Linked DNA regions of Mus musculus: region 2 is linked to region 1. The links are chromatin contacts, called in public HiChIP or PLAC-seq maps. All regions are on one chromosome and are shown on one strand. Each heading gives the region's core, a stretch centred on a gene start, on an enhancer-like site or on the middle of the called end of the contact. The rest is flanking DNA. Distances are from core to core; before and after follow the strand shown. Region 1 overlaps Gm46288 (a long non-coding RNA gene). Region 2 overlaps Gosr1 (golgi SNAP receptor complex member 1).

The links. HiChIP or PLAC-seq counts read pairs in DNA pulled down with a chosen protein or histone mark.
Region 2: a BATF HiChIP or PLAC-seq map of CD8 T cells shows a contact between it and region 1, with 5 read pairs. The contact joins two enhancer-like sites. A contact is called at or near these places in 11 of 484 Hi-C or Micro-C datasets (brain, cerebellar granule neurons, cerebellum and 5 more) and 4 of 115 datasets of contacts at active chromatin or transcription factors (CD8 T cells, bone marrow-derived macrophages, embryonic basal ganglia and 1 more).

Annotation. Positions count from the first base shown.
Region 1 is chr11:76,642,156-76,647,188 of GRCm38.p6, reverse strand. All of the region lies in intron 1 of Gm46288 (a long non-coding RNA gene), which reads right to left. Among named protein-coding and RNA genes, the nearest start is that of Gm46288, 18 kb to the right of the region's middle. Within about 2 kb of position 1,453, at least 38 of the 459 cell types and tissues checked have an H3K27ac peak or open chromatin away from gene starts, as enhancers often do. A contact at or near this core is called in CD8 T cells and bone marrow-derived macrophages, where this site is marked.
Region 2 is chr11:76,731,318-76,736,281 of GRCm38.p6, reverse strand. It overlaps Gosr1 (golgi SNAP receptor complex member 1), which reads left to right. Exons shown (of 9, transcript NM_016810.4): 8 at 1,631-1,713. Among named protein-coding and RNA genes, the nearest start is that of Gosr1, 30 kb to the left of the region's middle. Within about 2 kb of position 1,526, at least 72 of the 459 cell types and tissues checked have an H3K27ac peak or open chromatin away from gene starts, as enhancers often do. A contact at or near this core is called in CD8 T cells and bone marrow-derived macrophages, where this site is marked.

The DNA of each region.
Region 1 (5,033 bases), core at 204-2,703:
AGAGGGCCAGGCTGGACCCAGCAGGGGGCTGAATTGAGCCCGGATCCATTATCGCTACCCAGTCCAACATTTTAGTAGTGGGTTTCCGTCTGATTTCAGAGTGAGATGATTAGGTCATTATTTGTTAAATTATACCTTTTAATTAGTGGATCTATTAAAATGAAAAGCCTGAGAGAGGCACACAAGCCTCTGGGTTTTTGTTGGGGATTTATAATTACCACTGTTTAGAAGAGATTAGTGGGGGGGGGGGGCGGGCGTTAAAACCTTTTAAGAAAATCCTGGGAACAGAGATGCCAATAAGTAAGATATGGACCTTGCCGTTGCAGCTGTCTGCATCATTATCCATTTCTCATTACTGCAGAAAATGGGGGTGAAAGGGCCGAGGTCTAGCTCAGCAGTACAGCAACTCTCAGCATGCTGAAGGCCCTGGGTTCCACCCCCAACGCCCAAAATAATAAATCAAGGAAAAGATAATCATGCTTGGCTATGGCTTAGCATTAGAACATTTGCCTTGTGAGTCCCCAAGTTCCATCCCCAGCACTTACAAAGTCTATATAAAGTCACGCAGATTCTCTCTCTCTCTCTCTCTCTCTCTCTCTCTCTCTCTCTCTCTCTCTTTGGTGTTGGGGATGGAACCCAGAGCCTTACGAATATTCATAAATACTACTGACTGCTCCTCAAACCAGTTAGTTCAGTATTTTCCAAAGAGCGCGTCCAATACTGGTACTGAGAAACTAAAGGAGATCATGATTTTGGCCAGTACAGTGAGGAGTTTTAACCCATCATTCATTCCTTATAAGTTTGTGTTCTTGGGCGGTAGGGAAGTTGCGGGTGGTTAGGGGAGCGAGATACTGGATCTGTCTATGTAGACGTAAGCCTTTGGGGAGTTTGAGTTGGTCTTTGGGAGGAACCAGCAGGGATAATATGACGATGCTGTTTGGATTTGAGCTTCCTTCCTGTCGCTGTCCAACCTAGCTTTACAGAGTCCGCTGGTTGCAGAACGGCCTTAGTCCAGCAGAGGGCGCGTCACCGCCGGTTTTTAGACGCTCTCCGCTACAGGACGACACATTAGACCATCTGTGAGAGCCCAGCAGCATGGCTCTCCTCTCCCGCTGTGTTTCTTCTGTCTCTGCTGTCAGCAAGGAAGCCGATCTCTGCACACATTTGGTCTCTCGGACTATCAGAGGCCGCGGAGGCACATGCTCCGACTATTTTCATCTTTTTACTTAAAAGCAGCTCCTCGCTGCTCGCTTCACCACCAAGGGTATCTAAGCTACTTCTAAGACTTCCAGATCCGAAAGCCTTCCTTCCAGTTGCTCTATGTTCTGCAGACCCCATTGACAGCAGGCGGGGTGCCTCTCCCCAGTCTGACATGAGCTCTTGTCCACTGTTCCTCCTCCAATCTCCCTTAGACTTCATTACCGTGTCCTGTCATGGATCAAAAACCCCACGGGCACAGCTACTAGGAGCATCTTCTGTTCTCTGTCTCCAGGAATCAGCACAGCGTTTGATACAAACACCCCAGAAATACTCAATGCACAAATGAGTGCAGTCATGTAACTCATGTAAATTCAAGTTTAGGCTCTTCTCTCTCTCTCTGTCTCTCTCTCTGTCTCTCTCTCTCTGTCTCTCTCTCTCTGTCTCTCTCTCTGTCTCTCTCTCTCTGTCTCTCTCTGTCTCTGTCTCTCTCTCTCTCTGCACTGAGCAAGCTCTCTGCACTGGGGAAGCAGACATAAAAGGCACAGTTCCTGTCCTCAAAGAGACTGTAATCAGTAGAAGGCAGACATGAATCTGGGCAACTTGAATTTCCAGCTTCCTCTGGGTTGGCAGTTAATTTCACGCCCGCCACACAGGAAGGTTGCTGGCTGGCTGGACTAACACCCCCACCCCTGAAATTCAACCACAGAACTTGACTCCCAACCTTTCCTCGGGTTCTATTACTTGAAGCCCCAGCTTACGCTCTACATCCGATCCTTCCTATGAAACAGGACCACCTTGCCAAGGTCACGCTGATTGGACATCGGGGTTTGTCTGAGTCTAGTTGTCTCACAAGGAGGAAATGAGAAAACAGCCCACTGACGGGCAGTTTGTATTCTAAAGGCGGGCTTTTGGAATTGGTGGTGTTTGTTGGAGTTTCTTTGGTTTGGTTCAGTTGAGACAGGGCCTCACACTCTATTCCAGGATGGCGTTGAAATCATAACAATCCCCCTGCTTGCTGGTTTGATGCTGCAGAATCCGAGGGTAGGCCTGGTGCTTGCTTTTGCTTTCATCTTTATGCATAATAGCTGCTTACAGGAGCAGTAAAGAAAGATGCCTGTTCCCTGTGAGGGCCAACAGCATAGGCAACGCCGCCAGCAGACAGGCATTGCTTTCAGATAAACAAATGTCAGGTCCTACAGAGGCACTTTGGGATGGGAGGTAGGGCTATCACTGTGGCCCGAAGCAACTCAGACTCATTGCTAGGGCAGAATAGATGTCCTGGAAATGATTTGATGATGCAAAACTATGGCTTCTGAACAGGGCTGGAACGTGAAATGAATCAAAGAAAAGGCCACCGTGATTTTTCCTCCCTTCACTCTTGCAACAACAAACCCAATAATTTGATCTTGACGATTTCAGAGTATTGAAATTTTACCCCAACTAAATGCTTTGCTTTTGTGGCTGACGTCGTTTTCCAACCACACAATTACACCAGCTACAGCTGTGTGCACTGATGTGAATCAAATACTATCTGTCATTTGTAGTCTGCGTCTCCTCACCATAGCCCCCAGCAAGGGTCCCGAGGAACACAATTAAACCACTCACTGGATGGTTCACAGAGCAATTCTATCAAACCTCTGAAAAGAATGCAATAGGAAGGACTGCTTAAAATGTTACAGACTACAGAGGAAAAGCCACCTGAGCACAGAACTGGTACCAAACTCAGTGAAGGCTATGACACTATGACTGTCACTTACCTCACTAATTAACAGCAGCCACACACACACACAAAGCACAAACGAACCCCCAATGCATGTTATACCACAGAATATTCTAAGTAATTTAGGGTCTTTGTATTGCGTTTATCTGAGGAATCCGAGGATGGCGCATCACAGTAAACTGCACTGTCACCATGTCATCACTTCCAACTTTGGTCATTGTATACTAACTTATTTGCTGTTTTGTTTCACTTTTGGTTGATTTTTTTTGTTGTTGTTAGTTATTGTTATTGATTTTGCATTGCTGTAATTCGAACCTAGGACCTTGTGTGTGCGGGGCAAGTGCTCTCCCACTGAGCTATATCACAGCCCACCTAGATAGTTACCAAAGTCTTTTCTATGTGTGAAAGGTTGGGAATTCACTTTGGTGACCAGAGGACATGTCATCACTTTTTCCAGAAATTTGGATACGGTTCTAAAGTATGTCAGATATAGTTGCACATGTCTGTACCCTCAGTACTCAGAAACAGGGGCAGGAAGATTGTGAGTTCAAGGCCTACCTCAGCTAAATTCATGGTCACCTTTGCCACCATGTCTAATGATCTGAGTTCAATTCCCAGTACCCACACAGTGGAAGGAAAGAATAGACTCTCAATAATTATCCTCTGACCACCACCAAATGCTCGCCACGGCACAGGTACAGGGACGGACACACACACACACGCACACACACATACACTTATCTGACCACCACCAAATGCTCACCACGGCACAGGTACAGGGACGGACACACACACACACTAAATAAATTATATAAATAAATATGTTTAAAATTTTTAATGACTATGAATGACAACATCAGACCCAAGGAACTGCAAGATTAAAAGCAGAGGTGAGATAAAGAGTTCTATTCTGGGGCTGGAGAGATGGCTCAGTGGTTAAGAGCACTGACTGCTCTTCCAGAGGTCTTGAGTTAAATTCCCAGCAACCACATGGTGGCTCACAACCATCTGTAATGGGATCCAATGCATTCTTCTGGTGTGTCTGAAGACAGTGACAATGTACTCACATATATAAAATAAATAGTTAGAAAAAGGGAGTTCTGTTCTTTGCAGGAAAATGGAACCAGAGGTAATCATATTAGTGAATAATCACTGTCTCAGACAACATTTTTCTCTCATTTGTACTTTGTTTTATTTTATATAGCTACTGAAGTGGTGCTGTCTAGGGGGAATGGGACTAAAGAAGGAAGAAAAAGGGACACAAAAAAGGAGGGTAGTAGACAGCAGGGAGCATGCCCAATGCAAAGTAAATAAGTGCATAAAATTTAAAATTAAAAAAAGAAAGGAAGAAAGAGGCTAGAGAGATGGCTCAGTGGTTAGAGTTCTTGTTGCTCTTACAGAGAACCAGATTCAGTTCCCAGCATCCACATCAGGTGGTAACAATTCCCTGAAACTCCAACTCTAGGGAATTTGGTGACCTCTTTGGCTTCCACAGGCACACACACACGTGTGAACATAACACAGAAATAAATACACTCACACACACACACACACACACACAAATCAATAAATAACAAAAATATTTTTTTAAAAGAAAACTGGACATGGTAGCTCCCACTTTTAATCTCAGCACTTGGGAGGTAGAGGCAAGGGACTTTCTACGATTTTGAGACCATATTGATCTACAGCATGAGCTCTAGGCCAGCTGGGACTGCATAGGGGAGACTGTGGTGGTTTGAATGAGTATGGCCCCACAAGCACACAGGGAGTGGCACTATTTCGAGGTGTGGCTGTATTGGAGTAAGTGTGATGTTGCTGGAGGAAGTGTGTCACTGGAGGAAGTGTGTCACTGGAGGACAGCTTGAGGTCTAAGGGCTCAAGCCAGGTCCAGTGTGTCATTTTCTTCCTGCGGATCCAGATGTAGAACTCTCAGCATGGTGCTTTACCAGCACCATGCCTGCTTACATGCCACCAGGGTTCCTGCTATGACGATAATGGACTAGACCTCTGAAACCATAAGCCAGCCCCAATGAAATGTTTTCCTTTATAAGAGTTGCCATGGTCATGGTGTCTCTTCACAGCAATAGAAACCCTAACTAAGACAGCCCCCATA
Region 2 (4,964 bases), core at 277-2,776, 89 kb before region 1:
ACACTCTGCCTGGCCTTCCTCACTGCCCCTCTTTAAGGAACTGACCACTTACAGTACCACCAGTATATGTGCACTTTAGTGACACGAACTTGCTTCACCTTCCTTGGCCAGAGCCCCACAGATAGCTTCCCAGGTCGTCTTGGCAGCATTATGAAAGATAGTCTCGTTCTTCTGCTTCCTTTATGTCACCAGTGTGCCTGTCAGTAACTCTTCATTTCTTTATCTTCAGTGACCATTTCCTGGCCACTCATTAGACAGCCACTCCTTGATTTTCCAAACAGCCTTTGCCAAACTTAAGCCTTTCTGCTTTTGTTCTTTGAGGTCATTGGCTTCTTTGGGTGTTTTCTGATATTTTTGTTGCTGGGTTTTGGTTTTGGTTTTGGTTTTCGTTTTGGTTTTTTACTTCAGTAAATATCCTTCTATGTGTCTCCTTACACATTCATTGTATTCTTCTCAGTAGTGAAATTATCTTGACTAATTGTCATTCCTCTAGCATCTCTCTTCAGTAAACACCTAGCAGCCTGTTCTGTGAGGCTTTGCCCATGAATGCCCAGCAGCTTGCCACCAGTGGATGGCCTGGGTGATTGTCTCCTCCAGGAGCCTGGAAGCCCCATGGCCTCAGTCCCTCTGCAAGCACAGGAGCCAAGGGAGCAGGGGTTCTTTCCTCAGCCCCGAGACCACCAGGTCTGCAGCCTCCCACTGCCAGGCTCCAGGGCTTCCGTGTAGGTCTCTTGCTTGAGAAGGTTTACGGAGCCCCTCTGGCCAGCTTCCAGGGAACCAGGGATTCAAACAGTCCTTCCCCAGAGGGAGTGCTTTTGTTCTGGACACTCCACGGAAGAAAATGTGCCTAAGGTACACCAGGAAATTGTATCTAGCGAGCATTTCCCCCAATTTCCAGGACTCTTTTTAAAATAAGTTTTAGAGTTATCTTTATTCTTAGACTATTTCAAAGGAGTACAATGATTCTTGATCCTATCTAACCAAAACTGCCCCTTTGCATTTTCTATGTTACTCTCTAAAGCACCCTCTTCTGTGTTACTTACCAAAGTGGACACTGACCCTACTCTCTAGGATCCTCCTATCGGGGCGAATCATGAAAATACCTGACTGGAAGTGACAGCAGAAGAGGGTCAACTCATAACAGGTGGTCAGCGTGGCTGTTCCGTAAAAGAGCCGCTCTTCCCCTCTCACAGTGTGTTTAGTGAATCCTGAGATCTGCCTACTGAGTTCTTCTCGAATTTTCAGTCCCCCTTTGTTTATATGTTGGAAGCTGGTTGAATGTGGGTGTCACTTGGGCCCCTTTCTTATGCTCATGATTTTTTTTTTAATGGTGTTTCGTTCCTCTTAACAGTTTTTCCTGATTAAAATTATTTTAGTGGTTGGTTTCTTTAAGCCACTGAAGAAGCTTTGTAACGTATGATTTGTCTCTTAATGTCTCATTTCATTTGTTACTTTGAAGAAAACACAAGATGACTCATAACAAGACTTCCTGTGTAACAGTGGGCAGGAAGCTGGGCAGGGATTGGTACCCATTATCACTGTAGCTTTCTGTTTGTCTTTAGAGGGGTGAAGATCTGAACAATGTAGTGCCCCCGTGCCAACTCAAATTGTCTCTTTTCTCCCCTTGAAGCATTGCTATGGCAACAAAAGAGAATATGACTTCCCAGAGAGGAATGCTCAAGTCAATTCACAGCAAGATGAACACTCTGGCCAGTATCCTTTGTGAAATGTTGGTGGGGTGAAGGGCTTGTTCTTTTTGTTCTCCGTTTTATTGGGGTAGAGGTGCAAATTATGCACACTGGTAGAGCCCTTAGCAATTGAATCGTGTGAGGACTGCTTTACTTTGTGATAAACTTATGTTTAACACTATTTCTAGAGAACAGCTCACCAGAGATTTCATTATAGATATTTATATTTACAAAAGTATTCACAAATTATTTTTGTCCTTAAAAGCTCTGACTCCACATTAGTATTCCCTGCATGTGTTCGTGACCACCCCGCCTCACACTGTGGTTTAATTGCCACTTTGGAGGATGTCAGTTGTAGGCAACTGGAAGGGGCGGGGACACTGCAGGTGTGCTGTACCTGTTGGTAGATTGTGACTACACAAGTCCCAGGGCGGAGGAGAGGCTCCACTTGTCAGTTGTGACCTCTGCTTTAAAGTTTTAGCTTCTCAACTTAAAGTAGATAAGACTGCACCAGAGACGCTCAGGGGTGGGGTCTTCCCAGATGACTGTGAGGAGGAACTTGGGATTTTCAAACGGTGAACATCGTCTGGTCCGTAGTAGTTTAAGGGCACTCTTACCCTGAGATCTAATTGCCTAAGAAAGAGGATATCCCTGGCATTGCTTGGCACTTTCCAGTCCTTTGTCAATGTTGTTACTAGTCAAGTGTAAAAAGCACACATCCCAAACCACGTGTGCTCACACATGCTGGGCAGTTTACACAGCACACTGCCTTACCCACACTGCGTTCTCTCACCCCATAGAGGGGACAGAGTGGGGACTTTTTGATTTTTTTTGCAGATAAAGAAGTAGGCTCAAGAAAGGGGCCTGGCCCATATCCACAGGGCCAGGACAATTTGGCAAAGTGGAGATTCACATTTCAAATTCCCATGATCTTTCTTTCTTTGTGTGCATTGCATGTTTCTGTGGCACGCATGTGGAAGTCAGAGGCCAACCTCAGACACTAGTCCTTGTCTTCCACTACTGTGAGACGGGGTGTCTGCTGTTCCTTTGCTTACCCCAGGCTGGCCCGTAAGCTTCTCCCCGTAGGAAAATGAGGACTGCAGGTGCTTGCACTGTGCGTTGACATTTTATGTGAGCCTGGGGGCTCAGTCCCTCATGCTTCTATAGCAAGCACTTGTGTCCACTAAGTCGTCTCCTCAGCCCCCAGTGTGTGTTCCATGAAATCATCATATTGTTCTGCTAGCCCCACTTCTCTCCCTGTCACCCACCTGAATTTGAATCTCCAGGACTCACATAAAGGTCATCAAATACAGAGTCATTTCTGGGGTGGTGCAGTACACGTCCCTTCGACAGACCAAAGTACAGACACGATCAGTGTCCAGCTTGGTGAGCCACTGAGCTTTACTGTGGTCACTTCCAGGACAGGGATGTGGGGTGACTTAAAGGAGCAGAAATGACCCAGATGGCTGCATCACCAAGGCCCACTCCAGCATGGGTGACAGCTCACAAAAGCTAGGGGACCTGGACACAGTGCACAACCGGCAGGCAGCTTGAGGAGTGTCCTTTCCAAGTGACAATGGTCTAAACCTCTTGCAGGTTGCTAGTCTGTTTTGGTTTTGTTTTAATTTTAACTTCTTTCTGGTGTGCTTCCTGGGCTGGTTTTAAGAGACTTCTTTTCAGGTTAGCTCTGTTTACTCTGGCAGGGAGGGAGGGAGGGGCCTAGTGAATCTGGTCAGTTTCAAGGACTTCCTGAGGCTGCTTTGAGTTGTTTATCTCCCTGCAAAATGGGATGTTTCAATCTCAAGAAGAAACAGACTGCACCCAGGCTGCTAAGAGCACCTAGACTAAGCTACTCAGGTGATCCTCCTGCCTTGGCCTCATAAGAAGCTGGGGTACTTATTTATTATAAACTATAAGCTTAATCACCAGCAGTAACAGAGGCAACTTGGTGAATGTGCAAGTGTATTTTATGTAACTATTGAAAAAAAAAATAGAAGCCAGGCGTGGTAGCACAATTCCTTTAGCTCTTGGAAGGCAGAGGCAGGCAGATCTCTGAGTTCCAGGCCAGCCAGGGCTATACAGTGAGACCCTTTCTCAAAAGTAAAAACAGAAGTGGCAATGGATAGTTAGGTTAGTTTGCATACTGGTTGAAACTGAGTTGTCCATTCAGTTTTGTTCCCATTGTGTTTTGTGACTTTCCTCCCTGAATGTGTCTGTTCCCTAAGCCCCAAGTCCTCTTAAAGGAGCAGTATCCCCAACCCTAGCATAGTGCCTGCTACAGATAAAGCACTCATCATTCCAAGAGTGTGTGTGCTCAGGGCCTAAAAGATGGCTCAGTGGCCAGTGCCTGCCATACAAACCTGAGGGCCTGGTGTGGTTATCAGTTTAATCGTCAGCAGGAGGTTTCCCATGTCACCTCCCTCTCTTCACCACCTTTGTCACCTTTTACCTGGCCCTCCACTGGATCTTTCCTTACGATGACAGAGATGGCTGCTACACAGCTTGAAGGCCATAGGAAAAGCATAAGCTTTCCAATAGCTGTCACCAAGTCCCCCAGCCTAAACCACACCCATTTCTAACTTAGCCACTAGCCAAGGGATGGCTGTTGTACTGTAGGTGTAAATGCTCCTGACTCTCTCACTCCTGAGCTGGACTATTAGAAACAAGGGAGGGACGGTCTGCAAGATGAAGTGAGCAAGAGTGTATCCACCATAGTTTAGGTTTCCTGATGCCACAACTTGATGTTATTTTATTTTTTCATGTGTGTGTGTGTGTAAGAGCACACATGCAGAGAAAGGCCAGAGGAGGATTTAGCTGGAGTTACAGGTAAGCTGCCCAGTGTGGGTTGTGTGAAACAGAACTTGAGTCTTCTAGCAAAGCAGCAAACATTCTTAACTTCTGAGCCCTGAGAGGAAATATCAGCTTAAGAACCCAAGACCAGGTTCTCAGACCAAAGGAGATTTATTTGCCCCATAGGGACAGAGGGCAAAGAATAAGAGACACAGACAAAAGATAGAGGATAAAGGGCAAGGAAAAGGGAATGAGAGAGAGAGGGGAGGAGTGTTTGTCCTGCCTGTGGATAGAGAGGAGATGATGAGATGATATCCATAGGCAAATGGTGGTTTATAAAGGGAAAACATGAAAAACCCCATGTTAGGATGAGGTGTTTAACTTAATTGGGTATGTTAATTAGGTGAGCCAAGGCTTTTGAGTACTGAATTTTAATACTTTGATAGCTGGACCTTGGTAGCCTCAAGAGGAGCAAGTGGCCAAATA